Linked DNA regions of Sus scrofa: region 2 is linked to region 1. Evidence: chromatin contacts called from public Hi-C data. All regions are on one chromosome and are shown on one strand. Each heading gives the region's core, a stretch centred on a gene start, on an enhancer-like site or on the middle of the called end of the contact. The rest is flanking DNA. Distances are from core to core; before and after follow the strand shown. Region 1 holds the start of LOC110260929. Region 2 holds the start of CMTM2 (CKLF-like MARVEL transmembrane domain-containing protein 2).

Region 1 (3,936 bases), core at 1,135-3,634:
GTGCAGAGTGTGTTCGGAGAGCACGGGCCGCACCCAGTAGGCAAAATTCCCCGTGTATGTCTGGAACAGACGGGTGATGGTTAGGGTGGACGGTCCCTGCAGTGTGGCTGCCAGGGGCCGGGCAGGACCAACGGCTGGTCCCACGGCCCCTGGAGGCTCCTGAGAAGCAGCTAGGACAGGGCATCAGCCCACATGGAAACCTGGCCCACGGGCCAGCCACCCCGTCCCATTTTACAGAAGGGCACATGAAGGCCCAGCGGCAGGACCTGTGTCTCAAGAGACGCAGCAAGAGAAGGACCGAGCGGGCCAGTGTCCTGGTTCCCCACCTAGCAGCACTGGCCTGGAGCGAGAAGACATGGAGCCTTTCCAGTGGCCCTCCCCAGCCAAAGTCTTTCCCTTGCTGCTGCTTTTTTTTTTTTTTTTTTTAAGATTTTTGTTTTTTCCATTATAGTTGATTTACAGTGTCTGTCAATTTCTATTGTACAGCACTTGACCCAGTCACACATGTATATATTCTTTTTCTCACATTATGCTCCGTCATGTTCCATCCCAAGTGACCAGTTGTAGTTCCCTGTGCTACACAGCAGGAACTTCCCTTGCTTCTTACGAGCTCCTTGTACCGACTCCTTAGCGAGGTGGTACAGCCTAGCGGTCAGGGGCTGCACTGCCTGAGTTTGGGTCCTGTCTGGGCTGCTTCTTAGACCATAGACAAGCTGTAGTAACCTCTTCAGCCCTCAGTTTCTCCAACTGTAAAAAGGGGCTGAAGTCAGTGGGCATGATAGACCCACCGTCCCCCCCAAAAGCAGAGCCCTGGCCCCTCCCAAGACCCCCTCGCTCGGGGCTGGCGCTGCCTACCTTCAGGGACCTGATTTCCTTCCTCCCGGGAGACAGAAGTAGGTTGACAGAGATCAGCTCCAGGAATTCCAGTGCGCGCACCAGTTTGTGGCAGATGTGCTGGGCAGAGCTGGGAGCCCCCTGCGAGTGAGGGGGCTCCAGGTCAGGGGCCACATCCTCCGGCAGACAGAGCTGGGGCGGGGCCCGCATGCCCAGGAGCTGCTGGGCCCTGCGGATGAGGGCTGCTTGCCTGCAGACCCTGAGCTGGCCCTCCTCTGCCCTGTCCGTGTAGTAGCCGATGAGGTCATCCAGGAGGGGTTCAGGAGCACCCCTGTCTGGGCCTGGGAGTCGGGACCCACTCATGGTGGCGCTGAGGGGCTGGATGAGAGTCCTCTGGGCTGCCCAGGCCAGCCCGCCTCTGTCCCATCCCCCAGCTGAGTCAGGAAGCCGAGGAGGAAGTGGTGCGAGCAAAAGAGAAAGCTGTGCAGGGTGGCTGCTTGTTACTCTGGAAGTGGCTGGGGTTCTGCTCATCTCCTCCCAGTGCAGCAGAGTCAAGGTCAGGCCGGATCCTCGCCTCGCCTCCAGAGCAAATGGGGAAGTGCACTGGTGCCTGCATCCTCCACACGCCACATGGGTGCTGCTGGACGTTTGGCATTGTCACAGCCTGGGGCCAGAGAGAGCCAGAGAGGCCCTTGTCCATCGCAAGTGCCCCTTCCTCCTATTTATGAATGAGGAGACCAAGGCAGCGAGAGCAAGAGCTGGGATGGGAGCCCAAGGACAGGAGTTTCTTATTGCTGCTTGTAATGAATTACTGTAAATTTAATGGCTTAAAATAACACAACTTAATTATAATTCTAGAGGTGAGAAGCCCCATGTCATGGTTGGGCCGGTTCCTTTTGGAGCTTCTAGGGAAGAAGCCATTTCCTCGCCTTTTGTACCTGCTGGAGCCCCCGCAGTCCTTGGCTTGTGGCCCCTTCCTCCATGTTCAGAGCCAGCTCTGTAGCATTGCGCAATCTCTCTCCTGTCTCTGCTTCAGTTTCTTTTCTCCTCCTTTGACCCTGTGGCCTCCCTCTCATAGGACCTCTGTGCTTCTCCTGGGCCCACCTGGACAGCTCAGGCTAATGACCTCATCTCAAGGGCCTTCTTAACCTAATCACACCTTCAAAGTCCCTTTGCCAAGGAAGGTGACATACTCACAGGTTCTGGGATTAGGGCCTGGCCGTCTTTGTGGGGCTGTTTTCAGCAGACTACACCAAGTCTGTCTGATAGCCAAGGCTCTGCTTTTCCTTAATACCGAAGACTTGCAGGAGCACCCAACAGGAGTGGCAGGTTTGGGGATGGGTTCCAGGCCGTTGAGTCATCTTGAAGGGTGGTCACTAGACCATGGGGTAGGGCAGGGGATCTGAAACCAAAGGGTTTAAATGATCTCTCTCTGGCCTCATTTGCTCCCTGAGGAGGGGTGTGGAATTGTTAACATTTCACAAAGTGGTACACACAATTCAACAATATATGATTCTTCTCTTGCTTTTAGTTGCTTTTTTTTTTTTTTTTTTTTTTGGTCTGTTTTTCGGGCCACACCTGCGGCATATGCATGTTCCCAGGCTAGGGATCCATTCGCAGCTGTAGCTGCCGGCCTACACCACAGCCACAGCAACATGGGATCTGAGCTGCGTCTGCGACCTACACCACAGCTCACCAATGCCGGATCCTTAACCCACTGAGTGAGGCCAGGGATTGAACCCGTGTCCTCATGGATGCTAGTTGGTTTCGTTAACCACTAAGCCATTACGGGAACTCCTCTTTTGGTTACTTGTTGACTTAACCGCTTCACTCCTTCTGGACACCCTAGTCCTCAGCTGCTGGGAAGCCCATCGTGACTGCGAACTGCCTTCCGTCCCTGTCTCTCCAGGGTTGCCCAGGATCATGGGGGAACGCTGGCAGGGTGCCTGGATCCATTCCCTTCTGTGGCGTCTTGTGCACCGGTCAGCCCGGCTGCTCCAGGGCCTGCCTCCTCCACTTGGGGCCACTGCAGTCTCTTGAACTATCTCGTTAGTCACACTTCCTGGGCCCTCAGGGAGTGGCTGGCTTGGTGAGAGCCTGCTTTCTCTGCCTGCCAGAGTGACTTGCTTTGGGGATAAGGCAGGGGCAGAAGGAGGATAGAGGATGCTGGAGATTTGCAGGGGCTGCTTTGGCTTAGGGTGGGCTGATGGGGGATGTTCTGAGGCCCAGAGAAGGGAAGGGTCTGGCCCAAGGTCACAGGGGCCCCCAGGACTGGAACCGGGCTTTGTAGCCACCTTCCCTCCTCCTCTCGGGTGATTCCTGCTGCTCACATGTGGCGGATGCCATGGGCGCTCTGTCCACAGGCCTTGGAACGTGCCCGGCCCGTGGCAGTGGCCTCATCAGCCAGCAGCTGCAGCGCCCCTGTCTGAAGACTTTATTTGGCTAGAAGAGCCCACTTGGTGCACAAAGGGCAGGGATTAACATTCTCTGGGGAACAGCCTCAATGACCTTTGAGTGTGAGAGCCGCTGTGTGAGTGATCCATCTCCCTCAGGCGGTTAACAGAGGTGTGCTCTGCTCGTTCTCGTGGAGTTGCCCGTGGCGGCAACCTGTTTGATGACATGCTGCACACGCTTCCTCCCTTCCTGGTTTCACTGCCCCCTCCCTGGTAGTGCTCCTGGGGTCTCCTCCCCCATTAACCCCTTGTACCCACATCCTATCCCAGGGTCTGGTCCTGCCCCCCACCTCCTGCCCCGCTCCCATTGTCCTGGGAATTTGCCTTCAGGTCCTGTCTCCTTGGGGCCTTCATGGCCTTGCTGTCCAGCGAGCCCCCCCTTGGTCCAGCCCCTCCAGCCCCTGGTGGAGAGAGGTGGCCAGTCTCCATGTGGGAGTGTGCACAGGTCTCTGTGTAGCAATGTGCACAAAGACTGTGGATGTGGCTTTATAGGTGGACAGGCCATTGCATGTCGCAGTGGACACAAGGCATGTTGGAGATGGAAGAGGCAGTAAATACCGAGCCCAACAGTCCCCCTGGGCCAGTGGGATCCTAAGTGTGGTGTTGGAACTGGATGTCGGGGTGCGGTGGTTCAGGTTGGGGTCAGCAG
Region 2 (3,805 bases), core at 93-2,592, 64 kb before region 1:
ACACAAGCTTATTACTGTCTTCTTGTTACAGAGGAGAAAACAGAGTCTAGGAGTAGTGAAGTCACTTGCCCAGCTCAATCTCATCCCCGTGGCATGACTATCCCTTACAGGCATAGTCACTGGAGATCTGAGACTGCTTGAGAAGTGACTTTTTTTTTTAATCTATTTTATATTACTGATTTTTTTTCTTTGAATTCCGGGGATGGGGTACCTTTTCAGTGATCTTTCCAGTCAGGTGTAAGCTGGCACAAGGGTTGAAGGGAACTGCTGGTTGCGACACTTCCCCTGCTCCTAAAGAGAGAAAGCCTCAGGAAAGCAAAGACCTCCTTGTTTGACTACCAAGGAGGAAAGAGGCCCTCCACCCACAAGATGGGCTTTTTGGAAGCCTTTTCTACCTAACTTCAGTGGCCCCTGCTCTGGCCTTACTCCAAAGTGCTGAGCCCAGGCCCCGGGCACAAATAACCCATGCAATAATGCACACCAGGCTCAGGCACTCCCCACCATCCCTCACTTACAAAAATGGGCCACAGGATGAAGGGCAGGTATCTGTGGATGGCGAAGCTGTAGATAATGATGAAGAAGACAAAGATGGATATCTCCATGGTGATGATGAGGGTCAGGATGGGGTGTATAGAGATCCCGGTGAACATTATCAGCGAACCTATTAGGCAACCCTGCCAGAAGAAGCGTGCTTGAGCCAAGGCAAAGGGTTCCGTCTCTCTGGGAGCCCCCGGGGAGGCTTCGTTCTCTTTCTTCCTCCGACACGACCCCGCCCCCCGCCCCCTCCCCGCCCCCAGCCCTGGGGGACACCGGCTCAACTCACCAAGCTCAGGATCTTGACCTCGGCGTGCCCCATAACCCAGAACTCTCGATTGCTGTCCTTGAGTTCCCACCTGTAGCGGCGACACCCTTTTCTCGTTCCCACTTCATCCTTGGGCTGCTCCGACTTTTTCTTCTCTTCAGGCTTTGGGGCCTCTGTGGCTGCTCCAGCGGGGGCGGCGGCGGGGGCGGCGGCAGGGGCGGCGGCGGCGGCGGCGGCGGCGGGCTCGGCGGCGGGGCCCTTTTTGCCCTTGTCTGCCATCTCGCACGGGCGTTCTCAGCGTCTCACGGCCTCCCTACTTTCACCTGCTGTCCCCGGCCGGGCCTGGCCTCTGAGCGATCCTGATGCCCACCGACCTGCTTGGAGGCCGTGCTCAGCCAACGGCCAGGACCAGCGAATGCTAACGCCTGGCGCCCTCGCTGCGCGCGCCCATCTCCCCACGCGAGTGTCCCCTGGGCGCAGGGCTGGGCCGCCGGAGCGCGGGTGGCAGGGCCGCCCACCCTCCGCGGGGGAGCCCCCACCCCCACCCCAGCTTCCGCTGTGGTCCCGCCTCCGCGCCAGGTCCCGGGGCCGCCTAGCACCGGGGCTGCAGCCTCCGCTCCCGCCTTCGGGTCGGGTGGGCTGGAACCGTGGCCTCCTGGGGCAGCCGCGCCCAGAGCCTGGCGGGCGCATCGGCACGCGCCTGGAAATGTAACTCGACTTTTACACAGGCAACACGGTTTAGCAGCACTGATTTTATGATCCGCGTTGGCAGAAGTGGGTGACAGCATGCGAGCTCACTGGTTCGAGTGGAGGGAGGGAGAAATCGAGGCTGCTCGCGAGGGTGCTTTCCAGGTTCTCGACCCTCCGGCCTGCGAGGGTGCCCTCACACCTGACCAGCTGTGTAGCTTCACGGTTGTCCTTGTAGGTGCGTTTGGGCCTCCCGTTTTGGGTACCTTTGCGGTAGGGTTGGGTTTTGAGGTCGAGGGGGGATTGGCTTCGGTGTCGATTCCCAGGGCTTTTTTCATGTTCTTCCTCATCGTCTTGGTGACCACAGTCGCGTCGATGAGACACACGATTGCAGCTGTGAGACACAGGGTCTGTCAGGCACAAGAGCAGAATGGAAGGAAGGTGGGGTTACTTTGCAGCTCCACAGCCACCTGTCCCCCAAACCCGTGGGGGCTGGGGGAGGTGGCTGCGGGCAGCCTCCTGTCAGTCTCCGACCCACTACCACCTTCTTGATGTCTGCCCTGTTGGCTGCTGCAGCCCATCTGTCTTTCCTAGAGAAAGGGATTTGGGAAATGGGCTTTTCTGCCAGTGACGACTTCGTGTGAGCCCAGAGGCACCAGGACCAGAGAAGGGTACTGATTTTAGGAGGCTCCAAGTGGCACTGGGGTCCTGAGGGGTCCCTTAGTGGAAAGGACTCTTGGGTTATGTTCAAAAGGGCAAGAAAGAGTTTCCAAGGGGACCAACTAGGAGGAGGGGAACTCCAAGTACTGGAGGAGGTCTCCAAGGAATCTGGGGTGGCTGAGACCTGGGTGTGGGGTGAGGGGACAGAGTTGAGGCTGGAGAGGTGCAGGATCTGCGACTTGATCAAGAGGAGAGATGAGATTCCACACTCAGAAAGCCCACTTGTCTGTTAGGAGATGAATGGAAAGTGAACCATGCTGGTGGAGGGGAGACCAGTGAGGGGCCTTCGGGGTTCCTGCCATCCAGGTAATAACTGATGGAGACCAAGGGGTGGGAGCTTCTGGCAAAAATGAGAAGACTTGGCTGCTCAGTTAATAGATGGGGGTCAGCGGCCGACAACACCTGAGATTCCAAGTGCTCCCTGGCTCCTGCCTGCCTGGTGTGTCTTCTTATGGTCACTTAATTCCTGGCTGCTTTCATGAACTTTTCCTAGGTAGGTCTTGCTCTAGCTAATCTGTGAGCTCCCTCAGGGGGTAGGGACTGTATTCCCAGCACTAAGCTCAGGCCTGGCACAGCCCAATGGGATTGGCAAATACTTACTGATTATGAAATGAATTCAAAGAATTGAAACTTTTTTTTTCTGGATTAATTTCTGTTCCTTTTGCTTAACTTCTTGGATTAAGGCCGCCCACCCCACTCTCCACCCCCTGTCTTCCAAGCATTTAATCTGCCATTTCCTGTGCTCTTCCTGTGATGAAGATTTGTTCCAGCCTTGTGACCCAGAGTAATGTATTTAACCTCATTCCCATATCTGTAAAAATGAGAGTTGTACAGATTAAAACAGAATGTGCCTGGCCTGGAGTGGGAACTTCCTTCCTAAATGGGCTGAGTCACTCACTTGCGACAACGCACTTTCTCCCCCCCGACCCCCACAATCATTCTTTCTCCGAGATTTAAAAATGTAAATCTTGGAGTTCCTGCCATGGCTCAGTGGTTAACGAATCCGACTAGGAACCATGAAGTTGCAGGTTTGGTCCCTGGCATTGCTCAGTGGTTAACGAATCCGACTAGGAACCATGAAGTTGCAGGTTTGGTCCCTGGCCTTGCTCAGTGGGTTAAGGATCCAGTGTTGCCGTGAGCTGTGGTGTAGGTCACAGACGCAGCTCAGATCCCGCGTTGCTGTGGCTCTGGCATAGGCCAGTGGCTATAGCTCTGATTCGACTCCTAGCCCAGGATCCTCCATATGCCGCAGGAGCGGTCCAAGAAATGGCAGAAAGACAAAAAATAAAATAAAATAAAATAAATAAAAACGTAAATCTCTAATCCAGAAAACTCCTCTTTATAGACAAGAACATCTTGTTACAATATTTAAAATAATGATGTGTATGAATTTCAAAAGGGGTTCTGTAGCCTTGGTTTTGTACCTATTTGGAGAATGAATATTAGAATGAAAATTTTCATCAGAGTTCGCGTCATGGCGCAGTGGAAACAAATCTAACTAGGAACCATGAGGTTTTGGTTCGATCCCTGGCCTCACTTAGCAGGTTAAGGATCTGGCGTTGCCGTGAGCTGAGCTGTGGTGTAGGTCGAAGATGC

What was found. Hi-C and Micro-C count contacts between places; a contact is called where the count stands out from the background.
Region 2: a Hi-C map of retroperitoneal adipose tissue shows a contact between it and region 1, with 1.5 times the contacts expected there. The contact joins the promoter of CMTM2 here to the promoter of LOC110260929 in region 1. A contact is called at or near these places in 1 of 47 Hi-C or Micro-C datasets (retroperitoneal adipose tissue) and 1 of 2 datasets of contacts at active chromatin or transcription factors (alveolar macrophages).

Annotation. Positions count from the first base shown.
Region 1 is chr6:27,216,374-27,220,309 of Sscrofa11.1, reverse strand. It overlaps LOC110260929, which reads right to left and starts at 2,384. Exons shown (of 2, transcript XM_021093983.1): 1 at 856-2,384; 2 at 1-60. The coding sequence starts at 1,365. It overlaps BEAN1 (protein BEAN1), which reads right to left. Exons shown (of 5, transcript XM_021093984.1): 5 at 2,561-3,936.
Region 2 is chr6:27,279,346-27,283,150 of Sscrofa11.1, reverse strand. CMTM2 (CKLF-like MARVEL transmembrane domain-containing protein 2) reads right to left here and starts at 1,342. Exons shown (of 3, transcript XM_021094003.1): 1 at 824-1,342. The coding sequence starts at 1,081. It overlaps LOC110260932, which reads right to left. Exons shown (of 3, transcript XM_021094001.1): 3 at 1,494-1,899. The coding sequence ends at 1,597.